Linked DNA regions of Mus musculus: region 1 is linked to region 2. A link is a contact called in public Hi-C data. All regions are on one chromosome and are shown on one strand. The core of a region is the stretch at or near the end of the contact, and the rest is flanking DNA. Distances in the headings are between cores, read along the strand shown. Region 1 holds the start of Mrpl42 (mitochondrial ribosomal protein L42). Region 2 holds the start of Nr2c1 (nuclear receptor subfamily 2, group C, member 1).

Region 1 (4,320 bases), core at 1,231-3,730, 1.4 Mb after region 2:
GAACTCACTTTGTAGACCAGGCTGGCCTCGAACTCAGAAATCCGCCTGCCTCTGCCTCCTGAGTGCTGGGATTAAGGCATGCACCACCACGCCCAGCTCCAACTGTTTTAAAAAGTAGTGAGCAAAACAGGGTTTGCCTTGCCTCAAATGACCCCAAGTTACCTATTTATTGCTTTGGGGAGGCAGGGTGTGAAAGCAGCTAGCTGTGAAAAGCAGGATTTTCACATGCTGTTTACTTATGAGCCAAGAGGCTGACTATGAAGCACAGATTAATAGACTTTCAGGAAAAATGATCTTTAGAAAGGAGGCACATTTATTTGTTTAATGGCCATATCCACAAGGGGAAAAAACCTACAATATTAACAGTGATGATCCTTGGAAGATGGGGCTGTGGGCTTCCTTTTTATTTCTAAATTTTATGAACTACTAAAAAAAAAAACAAATTAAGAGGTGTAAACTGTAGTGAGTCTAAATGTTCTACAGGAAGGGGAAGCTACTCTACCAGTTCACCTGAATCCATTTTGGATCGTAATGATAGCCAATGACTAGCCTAGATCTTTCACTCAGCATTTATGCACATCTATATACACAAAGGCACACTCATACAAACACACACACACATCATCATCACCACCACCATCATCATCTTTTAAGCCCACAACAGGATCATTCTGATAAATCAGATTTTCTTCTTTCTCTACTTAGTGATCTTTCCACAATGATAACAGCTTTATAATATTCATAGTTACAATGTAACATAACTTATTAATCCCTTCTTTGACTGGCATTTAAATTTTGTCCCCTTTTTATGACTGCAAATAGGAGGCATAGAGAATAACCAAATGCTTTAAATATTCTATATTTGAAAAACCACAAAACATTTTTAAGCATTTAAAAAAAAAAATCTCACTTACTTTGGATTGGAAGTAAATGCTTCCAGATAGTTCTGTTTGATATCGCCCATTTTACTGCCGCAGCCATGATCCTTAGCAAGTGATTTGAAAAAACGATATTGTGAAGTGAAAGCTGTTGCTAGGCACACAGATTTTCGTTCCTGTTTAAGAGAGAAAGAAAATCGGCTACAAAGGTAAAGTTAAACACTAACATCAAGGTAGGAACCATTAGCTAGTGCTCATCATTTGAAAACAAGGCTTTTAAACCTGGCCGTTCCAGTTTAACAACAGGACAAAGTCACTGAGATCAAAATATGAGAAACAGAGCAACTATTCCGCTATCATTTCTCTTAAGTGCAACTTTCTCAGGACTCTGCACAGTCGGCTTCACTTACTGAGTGCTTAGCAGAATACGTAATTAGAAAGTCACTCACACATAATACACGCTGCAAACTCTTCCTCAAATGCTAGTGAGTCTACATTCTAGCTCCCAAGTCCCACCCATAGGATCCTATCACTTACAGTAATGCTGTTTCTGATGAAACTAAATATTCAACATGAAAAACTTAAGAGGAACCCATCGATGTCACTATCTCATCTCCTGTCACATAACATTTAAAGATGCAGCAAGCATATTTATTTCGAATCATGAAAATTTAAAAGGACTTGCTTCCAAAGACTTTAGTGTTGCTCACTTACAAACTGGAAGATTTGAGGCAAGTCATTAACTAAACGACCTTCCAATTCTTCAGTGGTAAACTTCAAGAAGCAACCACAAATTTCATGAGATGGTGTAAATAAACGGTAATTACTGTGCCCCTATTCTCTATTGGTCTCAGTGACCCTCTATAGGCAGGAAAGGGATTAGGATAGGGCTCTCTTTATTTGCACGCAGATGCCAGACATCCTAAGAGCGCCGCGAATGGCAAACCCTGAGTTCATTCAGCTAGTTATTTATGCCTTGCAACCCACTTTCTTAATATTCTGTGCTCTTTCAGTTTATTGGGAACGAAGGCTGAGAAAAGTCAAATGCTTTATTTTGGTAGTTCACTGTCTAACTGGTGGCATGCACGGAAAGAAAACCCACGTCTTCTGATTACAAGTCCAAAATCAAAACGTTTGTGGGGACCTTCCTCTGCTCCATGCTAGCATACCCAGGGGAGGGTCAAACTATTGCTCCAAAGAGAGACTTTCCAGGATGAGCCCCTTGGCACGGAATTCAGTTCCAAACCAAACACCCCGGTGGGGCTGAAGTTCGAGCAACAGTAATACAGGGACTACCACCCAGGAGCCGGTTCAAAGACTTGAATCAGGAGGAGTCTAAGGAGTCGCAAGGTCAACTTGGTGCAGGCTGACGCCCGCATGCACGCCGAGGTGTGCTACAGGAAGGGCGCAACCACACGCCGGCCCTTCTGCAAGATGGAGCCTGGGGACACCGGCAGCCTCGTCCTGCCTCCAACGACAGACATTAAAGCCCTCAATGCCTACGGACAAGCCTTCCGGGCCTGTAAGGAGAGGGCAGCGGTACCTCCACGGCTACTCACCGCGCGCTCGCCATCTTGCTTCAATCTGGGTCCTAAAGGCGCCGTCCAGCGCGCGCTATACGCGCGCGAGGCACTCTGGGAGTTGTAGTCTCTGCCAGGAAAGTAGCCCTAGTTGCAGAAAGAAGGCGGGGCGGGCAGCTGTGGCCAGGCTGCATTTGTTGTGGCCCCTTGGACTCAGGATTCCCAAAGGTGCCCAGACAACAAAATCGCTACCCTCCCGATTTTAGTAGCAGGAACTATTTAAAATAACATCAAAACCAATGTTATACTATTATTCAGAGAATATTAACATTCTCTAAAATTTATGAGCCTATTGGCACCAAATTCAGCTCCAAACCAAATGGATGAATGTGTTTTTCATAATGGATCAATTAAGTTTTCTCAGAGAAGACAAAATGCCAGAGAATTCAAATGAGGGGCCCAGGACTGATATATTTGAAATGAAACCTAGAGAAGCTTTCTCAACCAATGGATCTGATAGATGTAGGAGCTGAAAGGAGAACGTTCCGGGTGTGGCTTTGTCGACTGACTAGGTTAGTCAACAACCTACAGGAGAGGAAAGACTGATAGAGCAGGTTAGAAGTTGTCTGGTAAGGGTGGGAATGGATTCCATTCAGGAGCTGTTGATTTGGGGATTCGCCTGAGACACGCAAGCGGCGATATAATGAAGGTAGAGAGATTTGTTTAGAGAGTAAAGGTTGGGCTAGATAGGAGTATAAAGCCATAGGATTGAGGGCTGGGTATGGAGCTTGGTGCTAGAGCATGCCTGAGACCCTGGGTTTGATGTCTGGCACCACAAAAACATGAATAAAGCTATGAGAATAATGAGTTGGTCAACACATTGACCTCGCTACTCCGGAGACTCCTCCTGCAAGTCTTTAAATGGCTCATGGTTGGTAATCCCTGTGTTCCTGTTCCTCAAACTTCAGACCCACCCACCGGGGTGTTTGATTTGGAACTGAATTCAGTGCCAAGGGGCTCACTCATCCTGGAACGTCTGACCCTCCCCTGGGTATGCTAGCATCGAGCGGAGGAATGTCTTATTGAGATGTAGCTAAAATGGAAGAGGGCTCCAAACAGGGCCAAGGAAATCTAACATATATCACCTAAGAGGCCACCTAGCATGGGAATATCTGAAAAGAGACAGTCCAACAAATAATTGTTAGTATTCCTTCTAGACTCCGCCCAATAGGTAGACCTGTCTTGCTATAAAAGTGGCTCTTTGGCCCCCTGCCCCCTGTTCTCTCCCCCTCCTCTTCTCTGTCTCTGTCTGTACCCCCTTCTCAACTCCCCTTCTCATGCCTCCAAATTATTCTATGCTACACCTGTGCTATGGCTGGTACCTGGAGGGTGGGGTTGGGGACGCCTCATCATGAGCCCACCAAGGCAACCCTTCCAACCTAATTTGCATGGAGGTCAGTAACTTTCTACACTCTGACAGTACATTCAAAAGTTGGGTCTAGTTGAAATATAAATTTTTCCATGCTTCTGAGTTTCATACAGACCGCGAGTTATAGTTTACTTTGCCTTCAAAGTTCGTATGACAAATTGACATTATATTTGCACTTCTGTCTTTTCTTAAGAGCTTAGGAACAATCATGGTGGTGCAAGCCTTTAATCCCAGCACTCAGGAGGCAAAGGCAGATGGATCTCTGTGTTGCGGGAAATATTAAAAATGACCAGCAGGTTTCCCACGCTACTGCCGGCAACTCTCTGCCCTGGCATGTTTCCTGGGCCTCTGCCTCTAAACTAGCCCCATCAGCAACTGACCCTGGCGTTCCCCACGTGATTCGGTTCACTGCCTCAGTGCTGCCCGTACCCTCTCAGCCAAAATCCCCCTGTGGTCGGTGGTCCCACATTACAGTAACCCAGTAAAACAAAAC
Region 2 (4,616 bases), core at 1,592-4,091:
GGTGGTAGGAGCTTTTAAAAGACTAAATATCAAAATATCTTTTTCATGGAGCAATTTGCTGCATGTAAAAACCGATTTCAGAAAAGAAATTAATCACTTTTAATGTTTTTCACAAAATACCTTTTTTTTACATAAAGTGATAATGGTTTGTATCTTACTGTTCATAAGATCATTTATAAATAAAAATAGCATTGTAAATAATGTTAATATGTATTATAATTCATACAAAATAAATGTACTGTAATATCTACTGCTGGTGTGAAGTCCTTTATTATAGAGGTTTTGGTTTGTACTGATTGTTGATACTGTGTAGTCCAAGGTGGCTGGCCTTCAGTGTTCACACTCTCTACATCAGCCTCCTTAGTAAATGGGACTGTAGGCATGTGCCACCCAGCCCCACTTTGACAAGGTCTTCTAAGCCATACCCTTTAGATGAACCTCACTGGCCCCCTTTTTCTAGACTGTGACCAAAAGAAACATGTCACCTAGAGCAATCCTCTAAAAGTGGCTTCTGTTTCCAGACTGGTTTATTCACATAGTTCCTTGTGAGACAGGGTCTTGCCCTGTTGTCCAGGCTCACCAAATATCCATAACAACCTTCCTGCCGTGGCCTCCCAAGTACCAGCACTGCAAGCGTGAGCCACTGCGTCCCAGTTTTAATAAAGTAACTTCTTGTGACTTAAGTCCATGAACTGGAGGTGAGTGGTAACCATGGTAACCACAGCATCCCTTTGGGCATGTGCACTGAGAACTGAGAAGAAAGAAAACATCTGGAGTACCCTTCTCCCTCGAATCCGGCGTACTTTCATCATGTTCACCTTTGAGACGAGCTTGAGGTTATTGGAAAGGCTGCATTATGGGCAAACCAAGCAATGCTAAAAGGTAGAGGTAGACTTTCAGAGAACTAAGCATGAAACAGTTCCCAATGGTAGGGAAGGTTGCAAGTCCTTTTTCTATGTCTAAATACTTAATTCCAAAGAGAAATAGTAATATTTTCTTAGAGGTGCAGTCCAGGCTAGCTTCAAACTGACTGAGCTCCGGTTCCTCCAGCCTTTCTTCTCAAGTGCTAAGATTATAGGCCCGAGGCTGTGGGGCCATAAGGGACAATTAATTATTCGACCTAGCACAAAAAGAGTTTTGATATCCCCCCCCCCAAAAAAATACCTTAGGTTTCTGCCCTGAATCTGGCTGCTTTTCTACAGTGTTTATCTTGATGCAAAGGAAGTTTCTAGATCACCACATAGTACCTGATGTACAGACCAGAGTTTCCTGCCACAGGTGACCTTTCGTTTTGCAGATCTTTATTGACCAGCAGGAACTGTTAACTATCTGGGGACACATCGTCTAGCAAAATGGACAAAAAAAACCCAGCCCTTAGGAACATAAGGTACACAGCAGTGATTGTGTTCTTGCTTTTGATAAAGACAGTCAAGTAAAATTTGACACGACTTTGCCTCAGCCTGTTCTCATATTGCTGGGAAGTTCTATGGGATTGGGCTCTAGGCAGACAGTGTTATCACTCTGCTCAGGCAGGGGGAAGTTTCCCCAAATCGTGATGTTACAGCTCTTCTGGAAAAGGTAGCCTGGCCACCATGAGCCAAGGAATACCACAGAGTCACATCCACACCACACAAGAAACCTCCCACGAGATTTGCTGGAAGGAAAAAAAAAAAAAACAGGAAAATGGCTGCCTCTTCAAGAAACTTCAGGGAACTGGGCAGAAAAATGGACTTTATATAGGGTTTCTTGGAGTGTGGGGTTTTCCAGGGTGGCCTGCGATGGGAGGATTATGTGGCTTGATCTTGGCCAAAGCTTTGAGGGTTGGTGGGATTCTGTGATCAGACTCTGGGACAAGGTCTTGGGCTTGGGTCAAGTCAGGGTCAGGGTGTTCTTTCCTGGGCCCTGTTATCCTACACAGACTCCTTAGCACTGGTGAACTAATCTAAGAGAGTGCCCACAACAAAGTCCAGTTTTCCAGACATTAAAGACACCTAACCCAGACCCATTCGGTTGTTTATTATTTCTCAAACCAAAACTTCCTTTAAGGGGCAAGAGAGATGGCTCAGCTGTTAAAGAGCATTGGCTGCTCTTGTAGAGGGCCCAGGTTCAATTCCGAGTACCTGCATGGCTACTCAAAACGATCTGTAAGTTCACATCTAGAGGATCTGATGGCCTCCACCTAGACTAGGTACACCTAGATGCATAGATGCAGGTAAAACGCCCGTATTAATGAAATTTAAAAACAAAACAAACCGCTACAGCACTGGAGAGGGAGGCAGGAGAATCACTAGTTAAAAGACTAGTCTGGGTTCTGACAGGCCAGGTCTCAAAAGACTTGTCTTTTTCTTTCCTTCCTTCTTTCTTTCTTCCTTCCTGCCTTCCTCCCTTCCTTTCAAGAGTTTTACTCTTAGTGTGTAGGGTGTTCGGCCTGCACATATGTTTGTGCACAGAAGAGGGCACCAAATCCAATGGAACTGAAGTTACAGAAGATGACCACAGACCAGGTGGGTGTTAGGAATCAAGCCAAGTTCTCTGGAGGAACCACAAGTCCTCTTAACCATTGAGCCATCTCTCCAGCCCTCGGTCGTCCTTGATTTCCAATTACGTGTGTTTGGGTATGTGCACTTGGGTGCGCGTGCCCGCGGAGGCCAGACACCAGAGTTGCAGGTATTGGAAGAACTTGATGCTATCTATCATCCTCACAGGGCATCGGGTGGACACGCAGCTGCGGCGGCGCTCTCCCTCCACACCTACAGGGGGCAATCGACTTCCAGAACCGCCGCTGGACTCCGGGGCCCTCGGCTTCGCCCAGGGAACGTCACCACCGCCGGCCGCTTCTCCACCGCGCTAATGCGCAGGCGCCAAGAGCACCACGCACCGCCAAGCCGAGGGTGGGGTCACGAACTCTGACCCCCACCCCCAAAACACAAACTCAGAAAGCTCCCCTGTCCCCTTGGCCTCGGGTCCCCTCGCCTCTGCTCTCTCCAGCCCAGCGGCCGCCGCGGCGGGAGGGGTAAGTCGGGTGCGGGGCGGCCCAACCGCCGAGCGTCGTGGCCCGAGCGCCCGTGTCCCTGAGTGTCCCAGCTCCCGGTTACCGGAGAGCCGGACATTAGCGGATTGCCCAAAGCCTTGGGAGGCCGGGCCGGGCCGGTGACCTTTCACCTAAAGGGAACGCTTCCGTCTCGGCGCCGCTTCCCCCGCCCCGGGGCTGCGCGCGTGGTGGGTGCAGGGCAGGGAGCTGCGGGGCGCAGGACCGGAGGGACCATGTACCCCGGGGCTACGGGATGACACCTCCTCCGGCTCAGGATTCTGCTTGCATGAGAGGACCAGCATCCGCTGTGGCTGTTTCTCTGAGGGAAGGTGGCCTAGGGCTATCTCATGCACTGGGCACATCAAAGCTTCCAGTAGCTCTTTTGTTAGGAGCACTGCCTGAGTTTCTGCAGACAACATCTCATGATGTGCAGATATTGCCAGGCTGTCCCCTACCCCTGAGTTAAGCAGGTCAGCCAAAGCTGGAAAGGACAAGCAAAAGAGACTTGAAGTTAAATCCGTTTAGGGCTTTTTTTTCCACCGCTTGGAAGTTGTTAGTGTGTCTTAGACTTCAAGGAAGGGGTTGTTCTTTGTTTTTAAAACAGTGTCTGCTTGTTTACCGGGTTGAGTAATTGTCTCTAAACTTTACGTGTCTACTTTGGTAAATTTGGAAAGAGATTATTGATCTGTTCTAATCAAACAGCAAACATGAAAAAGGAAATCGTTTGGGGAGGGTGTCTTGGGAGTTGTAGTTTGGTGGGACAGAAATGCAAGTACATTAGAGAAGATTCCAGGAAGGGAAGAAAAAGTGGGAGTTTATTGTGGACCATTTAACATTGAGAAAGAACAGAAAGCCTGGATGACCTGCAGGAAGGAGCCAGGCTGGTGACACATGCCTGTAATCCCAGTACTCAGGAGGCTAAAGCAAAGCAGGAAAGGTCACCTGGAGTTCTTGTGGAGACTGGCTTGGAAATCATGTATCCAAACCCCAGAAGATGTATAGAAGATAAAGGAAAGGTCTTACGTCCTTTGTATCAACATGGCCAGTAACCTTTTGGTGTGCATCTTGAACCTTTGGATACAGTGTAAGTTTTCCAATTGCAATCATTCCAAAGACCTATTAGTCTAAGGGTGGCAGTAACCACAATTCCCGTTTCCAAGTTAGACCTTCTGTACAGTTCTAGCCTGTAGGACACCCTTTATAGCCTCCTAACTCTGGTTTCAAAGGTCGTTTTAATGTTGCTTCTATTGTCATTAAAGAAGATACTTGATGCTTGTATCCATTACAAACTAAACATATGGTGACAATAAATTTAACCAATTTCATGATTTCATCATTCTGTGTAACGCTTTCAAGGTGAAAGGTTTTCAAGGGGACCATACAAGGCAGCAAAGCCTAAATATCTTCTGAGGGTGTGGTGAAGTGTGTAATTCCTATCCCGGTGATAGCAAAGACCAACCTCATACAAAAAGTAGCACTATAAGATCCTCTGTGCACAGGCACGCGCACACACACACACACACACGTACCCTTTCAAAACCATCTCCAGAAAAATGGACCTCTGTTTGAAAGTTTTAAGAGTTAA

Evidence for each region. A called contact is a pair of places that touch in the nucleus more often than the background predicts.
Region 1: a Hi-C map of natural killer cells shows a contact between it and region 2, with 7 times the contacts expected there. The contact joins the promoter of Mrpl42 here to the promoter of Nr2c1 in region 2. A contact is called at or near these places in 3 of 39 promoter capture datasets (hippocampal neurons and liver), 1 of 484 Hi-C or Micro-C datasets (natural killer cells), 1 of 115 datasets of contacts at active chromatin or transcription factors (differentiating embryonic stem cells) and 1 of 9 other capture datasets (liver).

Annotation. Positions count from the first base shown.
Region 1 is chr10:95,499,469-95,503,788 of GRCm38.p6, forward strand. Mrpl42 (mitochondrial ribosomal protein L42) reads right to left here and starts at 2,481. Exons shown (of 6, transcript NM_001359476.1): 1 at 2,438-2,481; 2 at 915-1,054. The coding sequence starts at 981.
Region 2 is chr10:94,145,090-94,149,705 of GRCm38.p6, forward strand. It overlaps Nr2c1 (nuclear receptor subfamily 2, group C, member 1), which reads left to right and starts at 2,842. Exons shown (of 14, transcript NM_011629.3): 1 at 2,842-3,013. It overlaps Fgd6 (FYVE, RhoGEF and PH domain containing 6), which reads left to right. Exons shown (of 21, transcript NM_053072.3): 21 at 1-250.